2 separate regions of the Oryctolagus cuniculus genome follow, and region 1 is linked to region 2. Evidence: chromatin contacts called from public Hi-C data. All regions are on one chromosome and are shown on one strand. Each heading gives the region's core, a stretch centred on a gene start, on an enhancer-like site or on the middle of the called end of the contact. The rest is flanking DNA. Distances are from core to core; before and after follow the strand shown.

Evidence for each region. Hi-C and Micro-C count contacts between places; a contact is called where the count stands out from the background.
Region 1: a Hi-C map of psoas muscle shows a contact between it and region 2, with 2.0 times the contacts expected there. The contact joins two enhancer-like sites. A contact is called at or near these places in 5 of 6 Hi-C or Micro-C datasets (ear pinna, embryonic fibroblasts, psoas muscle and 2 more).

What each region holds. Positions count from the first base shown.
Region 1 is chr1:4,901,269-4,905,904 of mOryCun1.1, reverse strand. No RefSeq gene overlaps it. Among named protein-coding and RNA genes, the nearest start is that of KDM2A, 14 kb to the right of the region's middle. Within about 2 kb of position 2,279, at least 1 of the 8 cell types and tissues checked has an H3K27ac peak or open chromatin away from gene starts, as enhancers often do.
Region 2 is chr1:4,771,691-4,776,354 of mOryCun1.1, reverse strand. KDM2A (lysine demethylase 2A) reads left to right here. Exons shown (of 22, transcript XM_070067682.1): 14 at 4,456-4,539. Among named protein-coding and RNA genes, the nearest start is that of GRK2, 22 kb to the right of the region's middle. Within about 2 kb of position 2,029, at least 8 of the 8 cell types and tissues checked have an H3K27ac peak or open chromatin away from gene starts, as enhancers often do.

The DNA.
Region 1 (4,636 bases), core at 1,030-3,529, 130 kb before region 2:
ACACATATACCCTACACATACTCACACACACACACACCCCACACACACCCCCTACACACACACTCAGCCTTCTGTGTGCTGGTGCGGCAGGAACACAACCTCTTTTGCATGTTGAAGAGAATCCATGGAGGGGGGGGCTGGCAGCGCGGGCTTGGAGCTGTGTTTCCCGGTTCAGACCCTGGTCCTGTCTTCCTCAGCAGCTGTGTGACCCTGAGGGCAGGACCCTGGACCTCCAGCGCTTTGGAACCTTTTGAATGCTCTTCCTGGGCAGGGGGGGGGGGTGTCTAGGATCCCGCGTGAGGGGCTTGGGACAGGCTGGGTCCAGTAACAGTGAGTGCTCTAAGGGGCACCCCGGGGGTGGGCATGTGGCCTGGCGCGCAAGTTCCCACAGCAGAAACAAAAAAGGACATATGGACTACTGGAGGGGGCCAGGTCGGCGCTGCGGGGTTGGCACGGGTGGAGGGGGGTCGAAGACGCCAGGATCTGGGCCTACACGCACCCTCCACCTTCCCTCCAGACTCTGTGGGGGGCCCAGCTGGCTGCCTCCCCGTGGCTGGCACCTCCTGGGGTGCGACCTTGGCCTTCCTCTACCACAAGGTCAGTCTTGAACCTGGTGACTTCGTGGAGGCGGGCACTCGGATCCCACATCATTCCCTCTTCTCTAGTGCCTGCTGCGTCCTGCTCTGGTTCTCTCAGGGGACCTGGGGGACGGCCCAGTGCACTCTGGAGCCCTGGGCGTGGTGCTCCGGCCCGGGGTGCTGCGGGAGGCTAGCTCTGACTGCGTGTGTGGCAGTGACCACGCTGGGGAGCACGCTCGGGAATGCAGCCTCTATGGGTGCTTCTCTTCCTTACCTCCCTAGTCTCCCGTGGGTAACTCCTGGGGCCACTGCCCAAACACATGGTTTGCTCTGGGACCCCTGTCTCGGGACAGCATGCTTGCTTGCCTGCACTGAGACCAGGGCCTGCCGTTTGGGTCTCTCTTTAACCAGCCCCTGGCCCAGGGCACACTCCTCTGCGGAGCCCACATCTTTGTGAGCTCTGATTTAGTCAGAGTTCTCGGTGGAAAGCAACAGAAAATGACTCCAGTTAACCAAAAGAGAGAAGCGAATGGAAGTGTGTGCCTGTGCCAGCGTGTGCATGAGTCTGTGTGCACCTGTGTATGCGTATCTGTGTGTGTGAGTGTGTGTGTGTGTGTGTGCATGAGTCTGTGTGCACCTGTGTATGCGTATCTGTGTGTGTATGTGAGTGTGTGTGTGCATGAGTCTGTGTGCACCTGTGTATGCGTATCTGTGTGTGTGTGTGTGTGCATGAGTCTGTGTGCACCTGTGTATGCGTATCTGTGTGTGTATGTGAGTGTGTGTGTGTGCATGAGTCTGTGTGCACCTGTGTATGCGTATCTGTGTGTGTGTGAGTGTGTGTGTGTGTGCATGAGTCTCTGTGTGTTGTGTGGTGGTAGTGTTAGAGGTGGCTCCCCAGATTGATTGGGGCTGGGGGACCAGGAAGCCAGGCCCCCTCCTGATGGCATCACAGGACAGAATGATTGGCAGCTGGGTACGCCCTCCAGCTTTTCGCATTTCCAGGTGTCAGCATCGCAAAGCCTGCCAGTCAAGCTCAAGTCTAGCCAAGGAGCCCTTCAGCTTCGGCAGGCCCCCCCGACCACCTGGGGGGCATCCCCAAGAGAGCAACTGTGTTGGCCGGCACCGTGGCTCACTAGGCTAATCCTCCACCTGCGGTGCCGGCACACCGGGTTCTAGTCCCGGTCGGGGCACCGGATTCTGTCCCGGTTGTTCCTCTTCCAGTCCAGCTCTCTGCTGTGACCCGGTAAGGCAGTGGAGGATGGCCCAGGTGCTTAAGCCTTGCACCTGCATGGGAGACCAGGAGGAAGTACCTGGCCCCTGGCTTCGGATCGGCGCAGCGAGCCGGCCGTAGTGGCCATTTGAGGGGTGAACCAACGGTAAACGAAGACCTTTCTCTCTGTCTCTCTCTAACTGCCTGTCAAAAAAAAAAAAAAAAAAAAAAAAAAGAGAGAGAGAGAGAGAGAGAGCAACTGTGTCTCTGCAGGAACAACCCAGCTGAGCAGGGCTGCAAGGGCTCACCAGGAAACGCAGACATCTCCCAGTTCCTTCTCTGCTGGCCCTAGGGCAGAGCTGAGGCCGTTCGAGTTCCATCTTCCTCACGCCGGCCCTCTGCCAAGCACCGTGCCCCCTCTGCCCCACTTGGATCCCTCCCAATCCTCCACCGGCGTCTCGCTCCAGTTTGACCTTCAGTTCCTGCCCATCGTCCCCTCCCCCCCAGGCATCTGGCACCACAGCTGCCTGCCAGGTGCCCAGGGCTGGGGCTAAAACTGCACCTCCCATCTGCTGCCAAGAGCGTGGAACACTGCACTTTGCAGCGCCCGCCTCTCCCACCCTGGGCTCTAGCTCACGGCCGGCTCCTTCTCCCTCCCCCTCCAAGTTTGAGTCTTTGCCTACAACATCCTCCTCCAATAGTCACTTTTGCAAATTCCATCCCCCCCTTTTTTTAAAAAAAGATTTATTTATTTTAAATAAAAATAAAACAGAGAGAGAGAGAGAGAGGGATGGAAATGTGGGTGCAGGGGCCCAAGGACCCGGGGCATCTTCTGCTGCTTTCCCCAGCACACCAGCAGGGAGCTGAATCTGAAGTAGAACAGCTGGGACTCGAGACAGCACTGCTAGCACTGCAGACAGAGGCTTAACCTTCTATGCCACAGTGTGGTAACCCCCCCCCCCCCAGTGATTTATTTATTTGAATACACACACACACACACACACACACACAGATCTTCCATCCAGTGGTCCAGTGGTTCACTCCCAAATGACAGCAACACCCAGGGCTGGGATTGGGCGAAGCTAAAGCCAGGAGCCAGAGCTCCATCCATGGGTGGGCGGCAGTTCCCAGGAGCATTGGCAGGAAGCTGGATTGGAAGCGGAATATCCCGGACTCAAACCCGCACTCTGAGATGCAATGTGGGCATCCCGGGCTATGTGCCTGGTTCACTCCCCAGATGGCTGCATGGCCCACTGCACAACACCAGCCCCAGGCAAGCCCTTTTTGTAGCAATGTTTTTTTCTTTTGACAGGCAGAGTGGACAGTGAGAGAGAAGAGACAGACAGAAAGGTCTTCCTTTTGCTGTTGGTTCACCCTCCAATGGCCGCCACGGCCGGCACGCTGATCCAAAGCGAGGAGCCAGGTGCTTCTCCTGGTCTCCCATGCGAGTGCAGGGCCCAAGGACCTGGGCCATCCTCCACTGCACTCCCGGGCTGGCCTGGAAGAGGGGCGACTGGGACTAGAACCTGGTGTGCCGGCGCCGCAGGCGGAGGATTAGCCTAGTGAGCCAAGGCGCCAGCCTGTAGCAATGTTAATCTGTTCACAACCTAAACCCCTCCCATTAGGCCCCAGGTCCCCAGACTCTTGCATAGGTTGTTAAATTTTTCCAAGACATGAACTGGAGGGAATATGTTCGGTTCATCACAACTCCCGGAAACATTCGCGAGGTTTTCAAGTATAAAACTCCCCCACCTCCTGCACCCGCATCCTGAGGTGTCGGGCGCACTGTGGCACCTGGGCAGGCAGCGGATGATGACCCAGCTGCCTGGGTCCCTGCTACCCAGGTGGGAGACCCGGACGGAACTCCCGGCTCCTGGCTCCAGCCTGGTGCAGTCATTTACAAAGAGAGTGAGCCACTGGATGGAAGCTCTCCCTTTCTGTCCCTCCCTCTCTCTGATGCTCTTCATTTCAAATACATAAACCTTAAAAAAAAAAAAAAAAAGGTCTCTCTGTGCTGGGCCCCCGGGCAATCGCTCCCCGTTGTTCCCTCCCCAGGCGTTCCCTCCCCAGGCGTTCTCTGAGCTGAAGCTCCTCTCTGGGCCAGCCTACCCTCCGGGCGCCTCTGCTCCACCTCCTATCCCTTGGTTCCAGTTTCTAGTTTAAAGGCCTGTCTGTTGACCAACACCTTCATGCAGGCCACACACAGGCTCCGCGTCCTCTCTGCTCTCCTCTTCACAGCCAAGTTCCTTGAAAGAAGTGGACGCACTTGACCCCTATTCTCCCCACTCACCTTTGGCTCATTGCAGCCTGCTTCCCCATCCCCTCCCGGCTGATGAGGTAATGCTTCCAGCCAGGGGTGATCTCCAGCCTCACCGTTCTCCTTGACCCCTCCCCTCCGGCTGTCTCCGCCACGCCCCTTTCACTTTTTTTTTTTTTTTTTTTTGACAGGCAGAGTGGACAGTGAGAGAGAGAGAGAGACAGAGAGAAAGGTCTTCCTTTGCCGTTGGTTCACCCTCCAATGGCCGCTGCGGCCGGCGCACTGCGCTGATCCGATGGCAGGAGCCAGGTGCTTCTCCTGGTCTCCCATGGGGTGCAGGGCCCAAGCACCTGGGCCATCCTCCACTGCACTCCCTGGCCACAGCAGAGAGCTGGCCTGGAAGAGGGGCAACCAGGACAGAATCCGGTGCCCTGACCGGGACTAGAACCTGGTGTGCCGGCGCCACAGGCGGAGGATTAGCCTAGTGAGCCGCGGCGCCGGCTCCCTTTCACTTTCAATCTACCTGTCAGCTGTTACGGGGCTCCTTCTCTGCTGGTCGCTTTGCACGTCTCCTTCCTTCCTTCCTTCCTT
Region 2 (4,664 bases), core at 780-3,279:
GACGAGAGAGGTCTTCCATCTGCTGGTTCACTCCCCAAATTGCTGCAATGGCTGGAGCCATGCCGATCTGAAGCCAGGAGCCTGAAGCTTCTTCCAGGTCTCCCACATGGGTGCAGGGGCCCAAGGACTTGGGCCAGCTTCTACTGCTTTCCCAGGCCACAGCAGAGAGCTAGATCAGAAGTAGAGCAGCTAGGACTCAAACTAGCACCCATATGGGATGCCAGCACTGCAGGCGGCTGCTTTTACTCACTACATCACAGTACCGCCCCCAATTCGCAGGTTTTACTAGCAAGATATTTGTAATAATTCAGATTCTTACTGAATAGAAAGTTTTAATTAAATCATCTGAGTTTTGAGGCATGTAGAGATTAGGTTAAAATGTATGTAACTCTTTGAGATATTTTCATTGTATTCCTGTATTATGTCATATTTTTACTATTTCTTTGTTGCCTTTTATTGTGAATTAATAAGAGGGGAAAAATGAGGCTTTGTTTAAGTTGAGATCTGGGAGCTTCCTTGCAGTTTCTTAGTGCCCTTATCTGGCGGATTCTAGAATTTGCACTTGCTACAACTTGAACTTGTGTTTTGTTTTGATTCTCTTAAGTAGTTGTATTTTATCATCCCTCTGGGTTACATGGCACTGAAGACCAAAACTAACTTTTCAAAGTATGATTGTACTGGCTCTTTTAGCCTTGGTGCTAGACAGAGGTTTCAGGTTAGGATGGTCGTCCCAGCATTTCCAGGAGGGCTCAGGCGCTCCCCCTCGGGTTGGAGACTGCTACACTATCAAAGTTAGTGCTTGTCCCAACAACCAAGCCCAGGCCCCAGAAGACCTGTTAGACACCGAGTCTGTACCAGAAACTCACTGAGAGAGCTGTCCTGAAGTAAACAACATTGCTTCCAGCAGTTAGAGCCAGATATTTGTGTCAAAGTAGCATCTATAATTTCTAAAAAGGCCAAGTGGTATTTGTGAGAATCTAAGGATTACATAAATTTGAACTCAAACGTCTGCTGTGCTGCGGTTCAGTGCCATGGAAATCTCAGAGCCCCGCTGGTGTGTGCACCCCCCCTTTCTGCAGCCTGCAGAGTGTGCCGGCTGAGCCTCGCCGTGGCTGAGGGTCAGCACCTGGAGGTGTGAGCAACAAGTGTCAGTCAGGGGACTGTCTGGGCATTGAGGTGTCTGATTGGATACGAGGCTGGCTGCTTCATCTACGGAATGTGGAGAATGAGGCGGGCACAACAGACTTGAGTAGAAGTGGAAGTGCTGGAGTATGTATCTGAGTGTGGAGCCATCTGCTGGGCAGGAGAGACTGGCCAGAGTTGCGAGAAAGCCTTGTTCTGACTTCCGGCACCATGTTTAGAGGCACAAAGGCAAAGCGCTTTGACCTTGGGTTGTACTCAGCTGTGTGACTTGGTGGCTTGCTCACGAGGGAGCTGCTGAAAGATTGCTCCATAGATATTTCAGATATTGTGGTGACTGCTAGAGCCGGAGGAGGCCTCTGTTGTGTCTCGGTATTGGCTGTAATTGCTCTTTCTGAAGGTTTTTCTGGAAACACATAGCCTGGTTCTGGATTGTGGGCTGGCATTGGCGTCAGTGAGGGCAGGTGAAGCAGGCAGTGTGCCAGGAGAGAGAGGGTAACTCCGGAGGAGCTGATGCATGGCTCCTCCAGGGAGACTGGACCGTGGGCGATCCAGTGTGTTTCCTGAGAGGAGAGAGAGAAGTGTGTGTGCAATCAGCAAGAGAACACTGGCTGTAACAATAAGAGTGACCCTGAGGGGAAGGGTGTGGACTGAGACAAGGACCGACGTGGACCTGGGTGCCAGCGTGTAGCTCCCTGAATGGGTTAAAGCTTTTCCTTTCGCTGGCGCCTTCAGAAGTCTGCCAGCGGAGCCCTCCAGGGGCTGGCCCTGGGTTCTCCTATTGCGGTGGTGGTGGTGGGAGGGAGATGGGGCGGAGGCCAGCTCAGTGCCCTCCCCGGCAGGGCCTCCTCCAATCGCGAGGAAGAGAGCAGGCGCCGTGCACACCCCCGCCGGCTCTGCAGCAGAACGGCTGGGCCCTTTGCCTGGCTCGCTCGCTCGAGCTCAGCTCCCCCTCCTGCCATCTTCCGTTGCAAAGCATTTCTGGGAGCTGCATGTGGGTGACGCAGCAGCATTGTTCGCAGGCACAGGAAGCCGCGGCTGAGCTGAAGGGCTGAGAAGGAGCTCAGAGCGCTGCACGCTGCTCTCTCTGGCTGGTCGGAAAGGTTAGGGCCAGACTGCCCTGCCGTGTGTGCTCTGAGATTCCAGAATTTCCAAGTAAATCAGGATTTTGTTAGAGGCAGAAAACCTAACTCCTTCGGCACAACTTCTGATACAGAAAACAAAACAAAGACGTTGGGGAAACTTCACCCAAGAGCCTCGGCAGCTCCAGAGCGACCAGAAACACAAGGTCAGGTGGTCGGTTGGCGAACCCTTTCTGGTTTGGGGAGTGTGTTAACTGTAGGGACTTTGTCTGGCGAAGGGGCAGAAGCAGTGCCTGTGGGGCGAGTCCAGGAGAGGCGGTGTGACTTCGTGGTGCCTGAGCCGGCGCTGCACTTGTCCTCCTGTTGGGATGTGCTGCGGATGGAGTTGCTTGGCTTTCGGGAATCCTTTCCCCCTGCTGCCCAGGCGCCCTCTGTTCTGTTTCCCTTCCTGTGAGCTGTGGGGTGTGGGCCTGTGTGTGAATGCTCTCCCGAAAGCCTGGAGCCTCGGTAGGCGGCAGCCTTTCGGCACTCCACCCCCGCTCTTCCATCCCAAACCCCTCTGGTGAGGGGTGGTGGCTTCTTTATATGGTTCTGTGGGGCCTCAGCTGGAGTCTGCCTTTTCTGATGAAAGCAGGGCGTGCTTGGTTGAATGGCCCCAGCGAAAAAGGCTTGGAAGGAAATCTGCATTTCCCTCCACACCCACACTTACCCAGCCACTGAGTCCTGTGTGCGTGACCAGCTGCCCCCACCTTCCACAGTCTCTCCGCCTGCCCTGTACTGCTCCCCCAGAGGTCTTACAGGTAGATTTTTGACTGCCTTTTTTTTTTTTTAAGTGAACAGTTAAGTTCCTTTTCTACTCTCTTTAACAATCACCAGTCTTTCTGCGTTGCCTGTTTTGCTGAGAGTGGAAAGTCCCTGTTTGTGGACAGCTCAGTTCTCTCCTGCAGAGGAAATGGGCAGAGTCCTACTCCTCACAGTGCGACGTGGGGGAGGGGAGCCCTGCACTCTGCACTCCCAGCACAACATTTTGAATGGACCTGAATTTTTCACCCCAGGAAGATTAGGAGCCCATATCAGAGCCTGGTCCCACGTGGCACCACACCCCGCCTCCTCACCCCCACGCAGTGTGGCGTTAGCAGGAGGCTCCAGGATAGGGTGCCATAGCAACTTGAAGTAAATAAAACGGTCGCAGATGAAATCAGTTTGGGGGAAGGTGAGAGGCATCTGGAGACTTGGCAACAAGCATTCTTTCCCGGAGAAGCTTCTTGGGATGAGTTAGAGGGCCCCTCCGAGTCCCCACTCCAGGATCTGGAGCAGGATCCTTAGTCAGTGTTGAGTACACCAGCATAAACACAGAATGGGGAGAAGGAGTGTTAAATATGGCCTGGGCGTGCTGACTTGTATGGGATCCAAGTCTAGTTTTTGCTGAAGTAGTTACTACCCTACACACACCTAAGGCAAGTGTGAATTACCTCCCAGATTTCCATTCTCTGACTGTTGGCCTTGCCTTAGGGCTCATGAGGTCAGAGGAAGAAGGTTGGGCTTCAGAAATGTCTACATTTCATAAAGGGTTTCTTTCAAAATAACAGTCAACCGGTATGATCCACTTCAGTGGCAGTTTCTGTAGCGCTGTTCCTAAGTCATTCAGACTTGATTGGTTAAATCTGTGAGAACTGGTGGCCTGGAGATTGTTCCTGCCCCGTTTTTAGGAGTGAAGGTATGTAACTGCCTCTGTGAGTGTGAAAGAACAACGTGAGACTGAAATGTCTGTGATCAGCCTTCGAACAAGAAGCCCTGGGTTGAATCAGGACGCTAAGGCTCTGCTGTTGGTCTCATTAATTCAGCATTAGCCAGTCAGTTTGTGCCAGTTTGCTCACATCTGCAAAGTGAGGGCAGAACTTTACAAGTTAAATTTACTAAGGAAATTGAAAGGGGCAGTATGAAGAGTTACTATCATGGCTGGAACTGCCTGACAGGCAACAGTTGCCCTAGTGTAAGTACAGTGCCCAGGTAGTGAGGTGGGGCAAAGCTTAAGTGTGAAGTCGTGATAGGACTGCGCTAGTCTTTCTCTCCTCTTTGATTTACTCCTTTCGGCGAGTCTGTGTATAAAGGGGAACCCCAGACAGCTGCCACCCTCCTCTGCCCGTGGTCCTACAGGGACTGTGGCTGGTGTGGAGAATTGGCTCCGTGTTCACTGTGCCTGCTTTTTTCTCCTTTCCTGTCCCAACTCTAGATTTTACTGGAGGAGCTTGCCAACAGCGATCCCAAGTTAGCCCTCACTGGAGTCCCTATAGTGCAGTGGCCAAAAAGGGATAAGGTAAGGCTGTTCCGCTTGGTCTTTGGGCTGCTGAATTAAGCTTTTTGCTGGTTGATCACTACGATTCTGGGAAGAAAAAGAACAGCTAGAGGCAGGGTGGCTTTTGGTGCATTAATACAGACAGA